Regions from separate parts of the Mus musculus genome. Here regions 2 and 3 are each linked to region 1. A link is a contact called in public Hi-C data. All regions are on one chromosome and are shown on one strand. Each heading gives the region's core, a stretch centred on a gene start, on an enhancer-like site or on the middle of the called end of the contact. The rest is flanking DNA. Distances are from core to core; before and after follow the strand shown.

Evidence for each region. Hi-C and Micro-C count contacts between places; a contact is called where the count stands out from the background.
Region 2: a contact with region 1 is called in a Hi-C map of muscle stem cells, with 4 times the contacts expected there. The contact joins two enhancer-like sites. A contact is called at or near these places in 15 of 484 Hi-C or Micro-C datasets (cerebellum, embryonic stem cells, gonadal supporting cells and 8 more), 10 of 115 datasets of contacts at active chromatin or transcription factors (astrocytes, bone marrow-derived macrophages, embryonic basal ganglia and 6 more) and 1 of 9 other capture datasets (embryonic stem cells).
Region 3: a contact with region 1 is called in a Hi-C map of cerebellum, with 4 times the contacts expected there. The contact joins two enhancer-like sites. A contact is called at or near these places in 25 of 484 Hi-C or Micro-C datasets (the HPC-7 cell line, brain, cardiomyocytes and 13 more), 14 of 115 datasets of contacts at active chromatin or transcription factors (astrocytes, embryonic basal ganglia, embryonic brain and 11 more) and 1 of 9 other capture datasets (embryonic stem cells).

Annotation. Positions count from the first base shown.
Region 1 is chr7:37,371,957-37,376,822 of GRCm38.p6, forward strand. It overlaps a transcript of Zfp536 not described here. Among named protein-coding and RNA genes, the nearest start is that of Gm30483, 46 kb to the left of the region's middle. Within about 2 kb of position 2,100, at least 21 of the 459 cell types and tissues checked have an H3K27ac peak or open chromatin away from gene starts, as enhancers often do. A contact at or near this core is called in cerebellum and muscle stem cells, where this site is marked.
Region 2 is chr7:37,563,804-37,568,598 of GRCm38.p6, forward strand. It overlaps Zfp536 (zinc finger protein 536), which reads right to left. Exons shown (of 6, transcript NM_172385.2): 4 at 4,011-4,795. Among named protein-coding and RNA genes, the nearest start is that of 4930505M18Rik, 100 kb to the right of the region's middle. Within about 2 kb of position 2,453, at least 35 of the 459 cell types and tissues checked have an H3K27ac peak or open chromatin away from gene starts, as enhancers often do. A contact at or near this core is called in muscle stem cells, where this site is marked.
Region 3 is chr7:37,622,064-37,626,587 of GRCm38.p6, forward strand. The region is part of intron 3 of Zfp536 (zinc finger protein 536); the gene reads right to left. Among named protein-coding and RNA genes, the nearest start is that of 4930505M18Rik, 45 kb to the right of the region's middle. Within about 2 kb of position 2,233, at least 71 of the 459 cell types and tissues checked have an H3K27ac peak or open chromatin away from gene starts, as enhancers often do. A contact at or near this core is called in cerebellum and muscle stem cells, where this site is marked.

The DNA of each region.
Region 1 (4,866 bases), core at 850-3,349:
ATGAACATTAAAAGAGTTTGTGGATCATTACTTTATACGAGTTTCAAAGTTATTACATAAAACCCAATAGGGATGGTTATAAATTATCCGATCCTCCGGCCTGGCCTTGGTAAACATAACATGAATTCTGAGACACTGTGGCAGGCAAGATTCATGAGAAGAGGTTTAAAAAGGAGTCCCACCCTCCCTCGCATTTTAAAGGGGAAGAGAAGACCACAGTGCTTGTAGCTTGCTTTTAATATTGTTGTATCTGTTTGAACCCCCCCCCCACACACACACACAGAGAGAGAGAGAGAGAGAGAGAGAGAGACTCTCAGATACTGGCCTCCCTGGTTCATCTCTCATTACCCTATCTGAGGTCTCCTGGTCATTGTGGAATTCTTGAACTTTTGAAGCACAGATTTAAAATAATGTACTTAGTAAAGGAGACTCTGGCCAGCTTGAGTGTGGCAAACAAACATGGCTCTGGCTGGCTCACCTGTGGGTCCACAGCTGTTTATTTTTCAAAAGAAGGAGATCTTGTCTTTAAAACCTTAGACTGCATCTTTGCTGAAGCTAGAGAATTGAGAACATTTTCTGGATCGTCTCCTGCAAGTTAGTTAAACACCGAGACTGTTAGGATCAACATAGATGTCTGTCGTTTGCTTGGACATACTCGTACTATGTTTTGCTCAGGGGAGGGGGACTGCAGTGGTGGTGGTGGTGGTGGGGATCCTGCAATTCCCTCTGAAAGAATCCTCAGTTCCTACTTGGTGCATGAGGAAAATTTAAAGACCAGGAGAGAGGTAGCTTGGTGGATAAAGACAGAGGAGACCAGAGCCTCTGGTGATGTGATGGGCCTGCCCTGGAGATGTTGTAGCCTGGGCACCCTGACGAGACTCCCCAGGGAGATCTTTGCTCCCCTGGTTCTCAGAACCGCTTCCTCCCTCCGCCCAATCTACAAACAGAATGGCTCTGTGCACCCTGGAGAGTGGGAGAGGGGTCACTAGTTAGTTCTGCACCTAGGAACCTCCTGAACCTGTCAGCTCTGCATCTTGCCCTGGGCTCTGTCCCCTTCCCGTGGAGCAGCTGTTAGGGAGGTTTTCTCAGCAAACAGATGTCTGCTGGAGAATTGAAGGCTGGGAGTTGGAGGCCAGCTCCCGACTGTACTTTGAATTATGTCTGCCTTGATCATTACGCAGTCATTCACATATATTTTAGACATCAATATTGTCTAGAAATATTCTCCAGTCCTCAATGCTATTTATATGCTTCGATTCTTCTCTCTGCTTCTGCTCCGAGAGTATGCTCCATGCTCTCCCAGAGCCACCGACTGCTTTCATATCATTTTCATAAATATTTTTATTGGGAAGGGCTTGCCATTTTATTCTAAATTATTTCTCTCCACGCTAAGCAGAAGCCAGCACTCCTGGGGTGCCCAGGAACCTTCCTAACCTGTTTGGATGGGAGCTGAGCTGGTTCTATGTGGCTTTAAAGGAAAGAATATCTTATGGTGTCTCTTCCCAGACAGGGAAAATTTTGACACTAACAAAAGATAGGTTATAATGATGTCACTTTGGTAAAGCCATGGCAGACAGGACTCTTATTTATGTTAGAAACACTGCTTTGGCTTACATCTGATGTCTGCATACAGCGTAAGTCTTGGGAAGGAAAAAGAGCTCATGTGTAGTATGAGAGAAATAAGAAGTACAGGCATGAGGGTTGGAGAGATGGCTCAGTGTGTAGAGCATGTCTGCTTTTACAGAGGACCTGGGTGTGGTTCCTAGCACCCACACGGCAGTTCATAATGATCTGTAACTCCAGCAACAGGGGATTCTCTGCTCTCTTTCAGAGCCCCTGCATGTTGGAATGGAAAGGCACGCATGTGATACACACACAGACAGGCAAAACATCCAAACACACAAAATAATTTACAATCTTAAGTAGAACTACGTACAGGACTTGAGTGAGTATCAAAGACTGAGAATATTTTGGAGCAGAGAGCATCACCCCGAGATCGGGAAAACTGTCCTACCTCCTCGCTCCCTCGCCATGTACGGGCTGTGCCTAATCCAGGCTGCCAATAACCTGATCTGGCCCTGGCATGAGCTGCCTCCCTCCCCAGCAGTTCTCCAAGCAGCCTCTAGGTGGTGCTAATACTGCATAGCTCCAGCTTTTCGGCACAATGAAAACATTAATTTGCTATGAGATAATTTTTGACGTAAATGTAAAATGGTGCCCATTCGAACTCAGTAATGAAGCATGGTGCTTTCTGCGGCTCCTAATTTGACTAGTTAAATGACTCCATTACGTGTCTAACAGACAGAAGCAAATAATTTCTGGTCAGTTGATGTTCACTTATCCGTATCATTTTGCCCTGAAAATAAAAAGTCTCTAATCTACAATTCCTTTGTCTTGGTGGGTTTTTTTTTTGGGGGGGGGGTAAGATTATTAAGGCAAATATACTTAAATAATTCAGGTTAAAGTAGTACAGAGTAACAATTAAAACGCCAGCGTGTGTGCCTAATAGAGGCAGCACAAAACCGGAAACCATTTTCAAACTACCCTAACCTTTGCCCTGTCCCTTGGTCTGGGGTATTTAACAGAAGACTTGAGAGCTAAAAGAGAAAGAATCCATATTTCCAAACCCATTGTCCCCTGACAGCTAAAAACGGGCTGCTGCTGTCTCCTGTTCACTCTGCCACATAACTTTGAAGATTTTTGGACACATCTCAGTGTAGCAAAAATAAAAAGTAAAAATAAAATAATAATAATAAAATACTGCTTTAAAAAATATCAAGTGATGACTAATTTTGCCCAAAGGGGGGAAAATGGTTAATATTGAATCTTAATGTTCCTCATCTAAACGCTTTTTTCTTCCTGCTAAAAACAAGTTTCGAATTAAAGCATATCGGCTTACACATATTGCATGCATATTAGCGAGACACAGCTGTGTATGTCCCCCTCTTAAGAGCCATATGATTAAGTTATGAGATATCATATAATCCAAACTCTTTCTCTATTGGTCACCTTTTACAGACAAAAGCTTTTTCGTTTTTAGGTTTATTAAATGACAGAGCGTCCGACTCTGTAAGTGTTCCAGTCGTTATAATGGAGCACCTGTGACTTTGATTCCCTTCCCTCCCCCCCACTCCTCACTCACAAAGTCCATCTATAAATCGCTACCAAAATGGCCCAGGGGCTGACTGGGGCCAACCCTCCACGTCTGCAGCAGCTGCTGGTAGCTCCTTGACAAGGGTGGAGACCTCGGTGTGGACCTGGGTCTCAGAAATCTTAGTAAACGTCAGAATGACATGCCCCAGCCATGCCACCCCATAACTCCGAGGCAAGGGACAGTGGCCTCTCTTCATGAAGAACCAGTAGTTGAGAGAAAGGAGCTCTAAGGCTCCAAGGGAGCTCTTAGCTCTCGCTTCTCGTGTGTGGATCTGTGAGGCACCGTCTAGCAGAGTACAACATGGTAACTTGAAAATATGGTTTAAATGATCGTCACCCTGCGCCACTCCCCCCCCCCCAAAGTAACAGGCTCTCTGACCTAATTAAATCCACTTTAAAGAAACCAACTGGCGTGTGTGTGTGTGTGTGTGTGTGTGTGTGTGTGTGTGTGTGTGTGTGTGTTTTGTGTGGACAGCCTTTATTAAGCTTTTAAAATCGCAAATCCCTTTGTGCGTGCAAACTCCAGCAGTTTCCATGTTCGGGTGAGGGACACAGAACACAGACTATGTCTTTTGATGTGAAACAATGTCAAAAGGACTAATTATGAGTCATACTTTCTTGAAATTTTTGTTGGCTGATGTCGCCTCTGCAATTGGATCCCTGCATAAGGCCAGCAGCTCTTGCCGGAGGGGAGAACCTGGCACCTTCTGTTCCTGGGCCATCACCCTGGCCCTTTGCTGTTATGTAGGTCGAGAACGCCCGTGGGTTTCTAGGAAGGATCTCACTTTTAAACTTGGCATGGAAGTTACAGCTGGAGAGCAATGTCGTAGCGCAAAGATCTGTCTACACTGTGCGTGCTGAAAGAGGAAATGAGGTCAGGAGGGGCAGAAGAGAAGTGCATCTAAGGAAGGCTTCTTGGGACCTCAGGTCAGGCTCAAAAGCTGCTCCTGTAGCCCATGTTCTTCACAGGAATGCCTGCTGCTCCAAGTCTCTGAAGACAGTGGCTGGCAGCTTTTAGAGGGGCAGCCCTTTATCTGAGTCCAGGGAATGCAGGCCAGAGAGGAAGCAAATCCCACCTGAGGCTGAGCCCACAATGCTACCTGAAAGTGAGGGAGTCCCTGGATAGCAAAAACATAGAGTTAGACACAGGGGCAGGTCAGAGGCTGCACAGGAATGAAAGTGAAGGAAACTGTCCAGGTTAGAGCTGAGCTCAGATGAAAGGCTTCCCGAGCAGCTCGTGGGAAACGTTACAACTCCCTACGACCCATAATGGGAGCCAGATTCTTCTCCTGGTGGTTGTCAGGGAAGCCCCAGCACCTCCCACCTCCCCCGGAACAGCTGAGGGTCAGCACTCTTGGCCCTGGATTAACTGCTATGAACCTGTGAGGGGAAGGAAATGCCTGTTCCTGAACCAGGGACTTAGCAAAACGGTCCTAGAAACTGAGTTGTGGTGCTTTTATTTTATTTTATTTTTCCTTGTGCTAGCAACTGAACTCAAGAGTCTTGTGCACACTAAGCATGCTTTTCTAAAACCTAATGAAGTGCTCAGCCTGGTGGCACACAGCTATATCCCCAGCACTAGAGAAGCAGAGGCAGGAAGACTGAGAGGTGGAGGATAGCCTGGGCTGCTGTGTACTGAGAAGATGAGAAAGAGAGACAGACAGAGAGACAGAGAGACAGAGAGACAGAGACAGAGAGAGAGAGAGGCAGAGA
Region 2 (4,795 bases), core at 1,203-3,702, 190 kb after region 1:
CTTGGGTTTGTTTGTATGGAATAGGCAGTGGTTATCTTGAATGGGGGCAGGGAGGTGAATCACAAGAGAGAAGAAGGTGGGAAAGGAAGAAATCTATCATATCACTATCACCAATGTATTGCAGGGAGGTGTGGATAAAGGCCTTTGATGCAGTGGTCAATGGGTCTAGGCGGGATGGAGACCCAGCATCTCAGGAATGCATTCTAGCAACAAAAGCAGACCGACCCCCAAGGCTTTTAGCCCAGCTGATCAAATAATCCTTGTCCAACTCAAAATGCTAGAGCAGAAGAAGTAGGGGTTAACGATATTTCCATCTTTGTATCTCTCCCTCCCTGGCTTCCATTGATCATGCAACTTTGCTGACTTTATTTAATGAACGGAGGGTCAATGCATTCAATTACCCCCTTCCCACCATCAACACTTCAATTATCCCCTCTCCAAAATGATGGGGGATTCAGAAGGTAACTGCCCTGTTGGATATAATGAACAGTATCGTTTCTTAGTACATTAAGTTTTAATTATACTAAGCATGATTTCCAAAGCAAAATCTGAAGAAACAGAACTTCAGTTGTTTTCTGACTCAGAGCAGAAGCGAGGATACAGCGGTGGCTTGAGAGGAGGTTTTAGGGAAAGATGCGGAGATTAATGCCATCAGAGCCTTTGCAGGCAAGCCAGAGAACCAGGAGGCATCACAACAGTGGGCCCTGCTTTTTAAATGTCATAAAAGAGTAAAATTTATAAGCTGACGCTCTCCAAATAGTTTCGCTTTGCATTGCACACAGAAGCAAACGACATGGACTATGGTGTGAAATAATAAATGAATCAAACAACAAACAAACAAACAAAAACAACAAAGGGAGATGGGGGGGGGGTGGCTGATCTGTGTGGCAAGTCCTGCCGCTTGCTTTCCTGTTAGAAAATATGACCCCTCTGCCTGTCAGAGGTCCTGGTTCTCGCGGTTGATCTTACGCTCGGTTCCCAGCAGTTTGGAGAGGCAAAAGAACAAACACATTTTCTGGTTCACTGGAATCATTTTCACATGTTCACTGATTCAAACATTCTTTTGCTCACATAACAAACAGCTGCATCCCACATTAGCCTAGCCAGTGACAGTCGCCCATCTCGGCAATAACTGTTTGATTGCAAACTTGACCCCTTCTTCGTCTCGGTCTAAGCAAGACATTTTTAAACAGCCACTCGGTTCCCAATCCTCCTTTGCAAAGAATTACATCAGATAACAAAGGACGTCTCTGCCACTCATTGTAAGCCTTCTTCTAGAGATCTATTCTAAGAGGCTCTGCTAAAAAGGTTTTTTTTTTTTTATGATGAATTCAAAACTACTATCATGTTAAGAGCAGCGATTTATAAAGAAGAATTCATTGGTTAAGATCTGAAAAAATAGTTTCTCAGGCCCTACTGACCCAGTTTTCAACAAAAAAAAGAATCAAGCCATGCAAATGAAGTTTTGTGACATTGTTATGCACTCTGAGAAATTTGTAAGGCCGTGTTTTGCAGTTATTTCTTAATAGAAGCCTTAATAAGTACTTTTTTTTTCTTTACTTAAGGGCTTATATTTCCCCCTCCCCTTCACCTTGCAGGTTTCTAACAGGTAACAATAAAAATACCATTGTGTCAAGAGTTTTATTTAAATTCGTCTTTGAACCGCACTTTACACGAGTCACACTTGTTAGACAGAGGGAAAATGGACCAGATTCGGTGGAGAATCCGAAATCCCAGCCAGACCTGAATGTCCTCAGACACACAGCTGATTTGAGCAGCAGAGTGGGCACGCCATCCATTTCCCCACTTACTCGGGAAATTATGAAAGGGTCTGATTTGAATATGAAGAAAAACAAAGAAGTCAAGCCCCAAATGAAAGAATCAGCATTCACTGTAAATCCTTCACCAAGGAAAATAAAGTGGAGAGCTAATGCCAGCCCAAGTATGATTCGCTTTTGACCAAGGTTGCTTCTCTTAACAATAAATAAATAAGTCTGGGGTTTGCTTTTTCTTCCAATAGAGTGTTTGGAGATGGGGAAGCAGCAAGCAGCTGGCTATCACTTGGCCAGAAGGTGATAAAAACATAGTAAACAGGTCCTTAATAGAGCCGAACATTTGGTATTCGATTTTATGCTATAAGGCCCTCTTGCTTCAGCAGGTCTGGGAGAGGGAATGGATTCTGTCGGTGTCGCTCCAGAAACTTAGGGAATCCAGTCTGCTTCCTGATCTCTGCCCCTGACGCAACACTGGAGTACACAACAGTGGAAGAGGCCCCTTTCCAAAAGCTTGGAAAGAGTCCCTGGAGAGAGGGGAGAGATGCCTGGAGCTAACCAACCCATCCTGACAGAGCTGCCCTCCAGTGACAGACAGGCCGGACAGCTTCACAACTTCCCTCACAGACAAGGCCCCTCCCTGCAGTGTGACCTCATCCTCCTGTGGTCCTCACATCCTTGTTAGACTCTCACGAAGCATCTCGTCAGTAATAAATCGCCAGCGAGTCCAGGACTCCACGAGCAGACAGTGTGTTTCATGGGTATTTAAGCAGCAGCATTAAGTGCTATCGGAATCTCTGGAATGTGTAGTTCAGATTTATGTGTATTAACCATTCTTTACCGGCTTGTAATAAGCCGGCACACACACTCGTGAGTGAGCACCCGCACACATACACATGCGCGTGCACACACACACACTTTATTCTAGTTCTAATTTTGTTCTAGAAGAAATTGCAGCTGAAGTGAGAGAACATCAACAAAATGTAATGGCATCTAGCTAGTAACTACAGCAGTGAATCGCCTCTGCAACAGAAATAACAGCCAAATAACAGAACACACAGGCACACACACACACACACACACACACACACACACACACACACACACACACGAGAGAGAGAGAGAGAGAGAGAGAGAGAGAGAGAACTTTTTAAAAAATGACCCTTAGCAACACACTGCCACATCTTTAACAGTGGGCAACGCGATGCCTCGAGGTGCCTCAAACTGTCTTTCATTTTCCAGACTTAATGGCTGATTGCAGAAATCAATGTTGCCATTAGTAACAGGGTATTTGTTATGGCATGATTTCCTCTGTTGTTAGGCAGTAGAATGATTACAGTATTAGCAAGGTGCTTTCTTTATAAAGGGCTGGAGATATAACTTTCAATTTACTATCCATTAGTAAAGGGACTTTGGAAATACAGATGAAGGCAACCTCTTACCTGCTCTTAGGTAGCGATTTTAATTTAGACATCTTAGACTAGTATATTTATTTTTCCTTCCTTCCATTTATTTTCTCCCCCTCCCCCCGAAACAGGGCTAGGATGCTTCAGCATTTCATAGACATTTTTGATGACAGATTTTTCTGCTTTGCTATTTTAGACCCTAGAACTGTATCGCCCGTGAAACGCGGCGGGCGCAGTGGAAGGCGCGCAGGCGTACATCTGTGTTTTCAAACCTCTGTGTGCTTGGCTAAAACAATCAGAGGAAAAGTGCTGTGGCTTTCGGGGCAGGTGGGCCAGGCTGGAATTTCAGAATGGGACAGGATGTAGAGAAGGAAGGCTGGGAGAGAACTTTCAAAAGAAAGGTTTGTGTGGAAAAAGTTACAGGGTTAGTTAGGAATGGTTACCCTCCACGTCTGGAGCCAAGCATCAGCTCCTGGGTTCCAGAGACAAAGCTAAGAACCAGGCTAGACTATAAATGGAACTGAACAGCAGTGGGGAAGGGCAAACTGAGCCCATCAAAAAGCATGCTACCCTCCTTACCACGGGGGATGAGGTTCAGCTGCCTTTTGCTGATAGCCATGGTTCAAGGTCGAAAGGACAGCCCTGTCTTTGGAGTGGGGCATCACCCTGAAGGAAACAGACATCATCTAGCCTCCAGCCTGCCACATTTTTTGGTCCAGCTACTCTAACTGCAGTACCATCTTAAGGCCTGAGGTCAGTGTGCAGAGAACCAAGCAGTTTAGGGCAGGAGGCAGGGTCCTTCTACTAATCCCCTTTCCTCTTGCCAACCTACCTGAGGAAGATGGTGAAGAGGGGTGTGGACTATCCTCTTGGGCGCTTCCGGTCTGCGACAGGCCACCTCCGGCCCCACTCTCCTCAGTCACGTTAGAGGAGCCAGGTGTGGTGGAGCGGCTCACTGACTGGGACTCCTGGTCGCTGCCTGAGCCTCGCCTCTCCTCCAGGCCCACACCCACGTGCAGAGCGTCCTCATCGCTCTTGCGGTCCCGCTTGTGGACTCGAGAATGCACGACCACCTGGTGGTAGGTTCGGAAAACCCGTCCACAATCCGGGCACTCAGTGGGTTTCTCTTTCATGTTCCCAGGACCCTGCAGGTTGTAGTCTAGCGTCTGGTTGAGCCCATGTGACAAAAATTCCCGACTGCCTTCTAGAGGGTCGAGCTTATTTGGCAGGTCTCTCTGATTGCCCACTTTAGTGCTGTGAACCAAATCAGCAGGCATTTTCTGCTTGGAGCCATCTGCTCCCACTAACACGTACTCCCGCTTCTCCTTATCAAACAGAACTCCGGTGTTTGCCAAAGGGTCTTCGTGGTTGCGCGAGAGCTGATGCTCTTTAGATAAGAAGCCGTGTTCCATGGCCATGCCCCTGGCCATGAGCTGCCAGGCCTGATAGCTATTCACAGGGTCCATTTCTGCAGCTTTGGCAGCTGCCTGCAACCGCTCGATGCAGCTGGATTTCAGTGGTGGCACGAGGTTGAGGCAGCCCAGGAGGGAGTGCTTGTCCCCCTCGGGGACACTGTGAGCCATACTGGAAATGGGAGACAGTAGCTTTCCCAGAACC
Region 3 (4,524 bases), core at 983-3,482, 250 kb after region 1:
TAAGATGAGGCTGGGTTCTATATGCTTTTAGCAGTATCAGTGCTGGCCTCTGAGCCTCTCAAGTCATGAGCTGAAAGACATCTCATGGTCCACAAAGGGGCTGAAGTTAGACTTGGGGCCTACAAAGGATACAGTCAGAAAGGGGGTAGCACTTGAACACCAAAACAATCCATATATGGGTCCTGGCCTGTAAATAGAGCTCAAGTAGAAAACATGCAGGACCCTGTCACATCTGAAGCTACTGAGACTGAAGGCTGATTTCAAGGACCCTATGCCTGGTAGGAAAGCCTGCTGCCCCTCCCTGCCTGGGCTCTTCTACCTCAGTGATGTGTTCTTCTTCATGTCTGTGCCCAGTATTGGGACACATCTCTTGGTCACAGTATTCCAGAGATCCTCTATCCCTTTCCTGGGTCCCTACCTCAAGATTGGCATGTCCATGCCATGCCTCTATGTGTGGCCATGCCCTCAGTATCCCCTCTGTGACTGGATTATGAGTCCCTCGGGCACCTGAGTAGTAGATGCCTCAAGATATGCTGGCCATTCACAGAGGGATCACCGTGTATAATGAGCTGGGTGGTAAGTGACATAATAGCAAGGTCCTGGCCTCATGAGGCACATGCACCATGAGGGAGGTAGCAGAAGTCAGATGAGTGGATGAAATCCGCAGGGGGTGCCACGAGGAAATTCAGCTGGACAACCCTAGAGTGACTGCCGAGGGGCGTTTGGTGGGTCTAGTGGTCCCTGGGGGCCTTCTGAGGAAGGAGCACCTGACTTGCCTGGAGTTAGCTGCCTCCACAGTTTATATTATAGCAGGTGTGCTTTCTAAGATTTCTGTCAGACATAGTCAAAAGTGGCCCGAAAATATTGAATGGGAAATTCCAGGAGCAGACAATTTGTAAGTTTTAAATCACCTCTTATTCGCTTCATGCTGCTGTGTCCTGTCCAGGCTAGCAGATTCACCCCCTGACAAGCTATCCAGCCATCTTCAGGCTCTGGTTGGGCCTAATTTTGGAATTAAACATCATAGTAAAGGCACTTAAATAGAAAGTTGCTTTTATTCAGCTTAGGGGTGTATCCACTGGGTAGGGGCTCTCCACAAATACTCCATAGGTCAGGAGGACTGTTGCTGTAAGTCTGCCTACCTCTTGACCCTGACCAATTTTGTTTTCTTAGCACTGGTCCTGCTCAACCACTGTCAAGAACAAAAAGCACTCTCAAAGGCCAACCTGAACACCATGAAGGTGCTAATGAGTATCTGAGGCAGAACCTGATGTTCTGGCCCTTCAGAGACTCTACCTCTACTGGCCAGTGATGGGTGAAGGGCACACGGTACTCAGATGGGAGATCCCCACTGCTTCTGAAATCGGGCCTTTTTGAAGTGTAGAATCAAACAGAAGCCACAAAGATGAGCCCTCAGACCTGAAGAGACACAGCAGAGATCTGCATGGTGGCCAAGAACCACTGCCATAGTAGACAAATAGGTAGGTTTGGGGGTGAGGGATATCAAGAGTGTTCAAGTTGTGAGTCACAGGCACATGGCACTTGGTTCTCACTTAGCAAACAATTGGCCTTCAATTGAGCACCATAGAGCATGGGGAAGGAAAAGGGTATGATGCCCACCTGGCATGTGCATGGACCCATACACATACTTCCATTCATGTGTCACTCACGACATACATACAGGTCTAGACCTCCCAGGCTACCTACAAGAACAAACCTCATAAAACATATATATAGGGGCGTCCTGTGCACACCATTAACCTCAACTGCACACACACACACACACACATACACACACACACACACACACCTACAACTCTCTAGGCCACCAAGTGCACAGGATGCCAGCACTCAGGAGCACACACCAGCAGGCACAGTGACAGATGCTCATTCTATTCTCCCTGGCATCCACACCGGTGTGCAAATTCAAGTCCACACACTGTCACACTACAAGCATGTGCACTCTGTCACAACGGCTGGCTTTGCTCTTGAACATCCCAGGCTATCTAAAGAGCAAGTTCCAGAAGAAGGTGACAGGAGGGCACCAAGGCCAAGCAGTGTGGAACAGGGAGGGACCCGCGGTGCAGCGGTGCTGTGCGCAGGTAGCTGGGAGCCCCGCGGTGATTACTATGCACCAGCAGCTGTCTCGGCGCGGTGACGGCGCCTCTAATTGATCTCATTATCTCCCCCTCCGTAAGGTGAAGTGCGGCCGCTCGGCGGGGCCCGGGCGCGGGCTGGGGCCGGCTGGCAGGCGGCGGGGCGGGCGGCGGATGAGGGCAGCGTGAGATCGCGAGGCCGCCTTGCCACCGAGCGCCACCGGGAGCCACCGGGCGTCGTGCCAGTGAACGTACGCGTGAGTGAGTGTGTGTGTGTGTGTGTGCGTCTGTGTGTGTGTGCGCGCGCGCGTGCGTCTGTATGTCTGTTCGTGTCTGTGTGTGTGTGTGTGTGTGTGTGTGTGTGTGTGTGTGTGTGTCCGCGCGTGCGCGCGTGTTTGTGTGAGTGAGTGTGACCCGTGAGCTGGCCTTCACACACATCCCGGACCCAAGCGGCGTTTTTCTGGTCACTCCCAGAGTCTTTGGTAATTGCATGAATGCTGTTATGTCTGGTTTCCCCATCATCACCTTGCTCTCTCTCTCTCTGCAAGGGCCGCGCCTACAAGTTTCCCCTCACCCCCTCTCACCGCCGCCCACCCCCCACCCCCACCTCAACCCACGACACCCCGCTCCTGTTAGAACCAACAATGATCCTCAATTAACCCTGTGCCCAGGGCCGCCTGCGTGTGAATGCTACGCTCTTCAGGCTTATGGCCGCAGAACCCCGCTGGGCCCGGGGCCAGTCTTCCTCCCCCGCAGGACCTGCAGGGGGCTCAGGGTAGCGGGGCTGCTACCCTTGCCTGGCTCCACAACCCACCTCTCCCTGCTGCGGAGAGAGGCCAGAAACAGCCTGAGGAGTTGTAGGAGGGGGGCCAAAAGGAAAGGAAAAAAAAAAAAAAAAAAAAGGAAACACTCAGTTTGTTGTGTTTTCTTGGGGTTTGTTTTCTTGCCAAAAAAATTACCCCCTTTGTCTTTGCGCAAAAGAGGCAGTGCGGGCACCTTCTGCTGGGCGCCGACACGGTGCCAACGCGCCTTGCTTAAGGGCGGCTTCTGTTCCTTTTCTAGCCTCCCCAGATATATTTTTAACATACAAAACACTATATTTAATTGGTTATAGATCTCCGTTCTCTTAGCACTACTGGATATCACAGAAAAACACATTAGTACAGAACAATTAGTACAGTGGCAGTAAACAACTAAGGCACTATTAAGCTGTGGGTGATTAAATAGCATTACTTTTTATTTTTTTATGGTGCTAGACTCAAAGATGGAGGAAATATAAAATATATCTATTTTCATTACTATTCGTAAAAATATATAAAATGTAAATATAACAGGTGTTTTACATTTCTTAAGGTATTATTTATGCCGAGCATTTCAATCAGTAGGCAGATGCTTCCCCCCTTTTTTAATAATAATAAAAAAATTATTTCTTTATATACTTCCAGGCTTGTATTTTATATCCTCATGTACCCGGATATTTAAGCAGAAATATTACTTAATTGGAGTTGCATACTTGGGCGAGAAATTACTCCCATACCTATGCCATAATTAAAAATAATAATAATGAGGCTTCCATCTAATCTAACTATATAGTAGATGGTGTCTGTCTTTCCAAAGAGCAGAGGGGGGTCACTGTGTGTTACAGGAGTTGAAGGCCTTGCAGGGTGGGGGTGACAGCTGGGGCTGGGAGGGGTCCACCTTGCTCAGAGTGGGCAGCCCCAGCGCCCCACTGCTGCCCATGGCAGCTCAGCTCTGCCTCTGAGTGTGTGTAGATCATCCTAGGCGTTCTGGCGCATCCTTTCCTAGGCATCTGATTAAGTTAACAATATGCTGCTATTTGCATGCAGATTTGCGGGGCTTTCTCTCCAGCTGCTCCCTGGACTTGGTCGCTCTCTGCGTTGTGATAGGCACAGCAGTCCCTAAATGCAATCTTTGTCAGGCCCAGGTGTGCTCTCATTGAGGACGCCTTCCTTCCCAGCAATTTTTCTTTCTGTAGCGTTTATAAGGCTCTATTATAGTATAGCCACATCTGGAAGAAAATTCTCCTATTAATTATATACTTTTACGGCCAGGAAGACAAATTCTAAGAGATACCAACATTTTCGTTGCTGTTGTTTTTATTTCTTTGACAGGCTGGGTTTTATTTTATTTTGTGTTGTGTTGCCAGGCATTTCAATATTTAAAGAGCCATTAACCAATGGAGGATGTGTGGATTTCGAGGAAAAAGGAAACCACAGCGTCAGCCTCACCAGAAAAGGCCAGAGGAATGACAGCATTGAGATTTTAGCAGGCCCCAAAGCCTAAGTGAGAAAAAGTCTTCTCTACTAAAGTGATATATATATGTGTGTGTGGATAGATAGATAGATAGATAGATAGATAGATAGATAGATAGATAGATAGATAGATAGATACACATACACATACACAT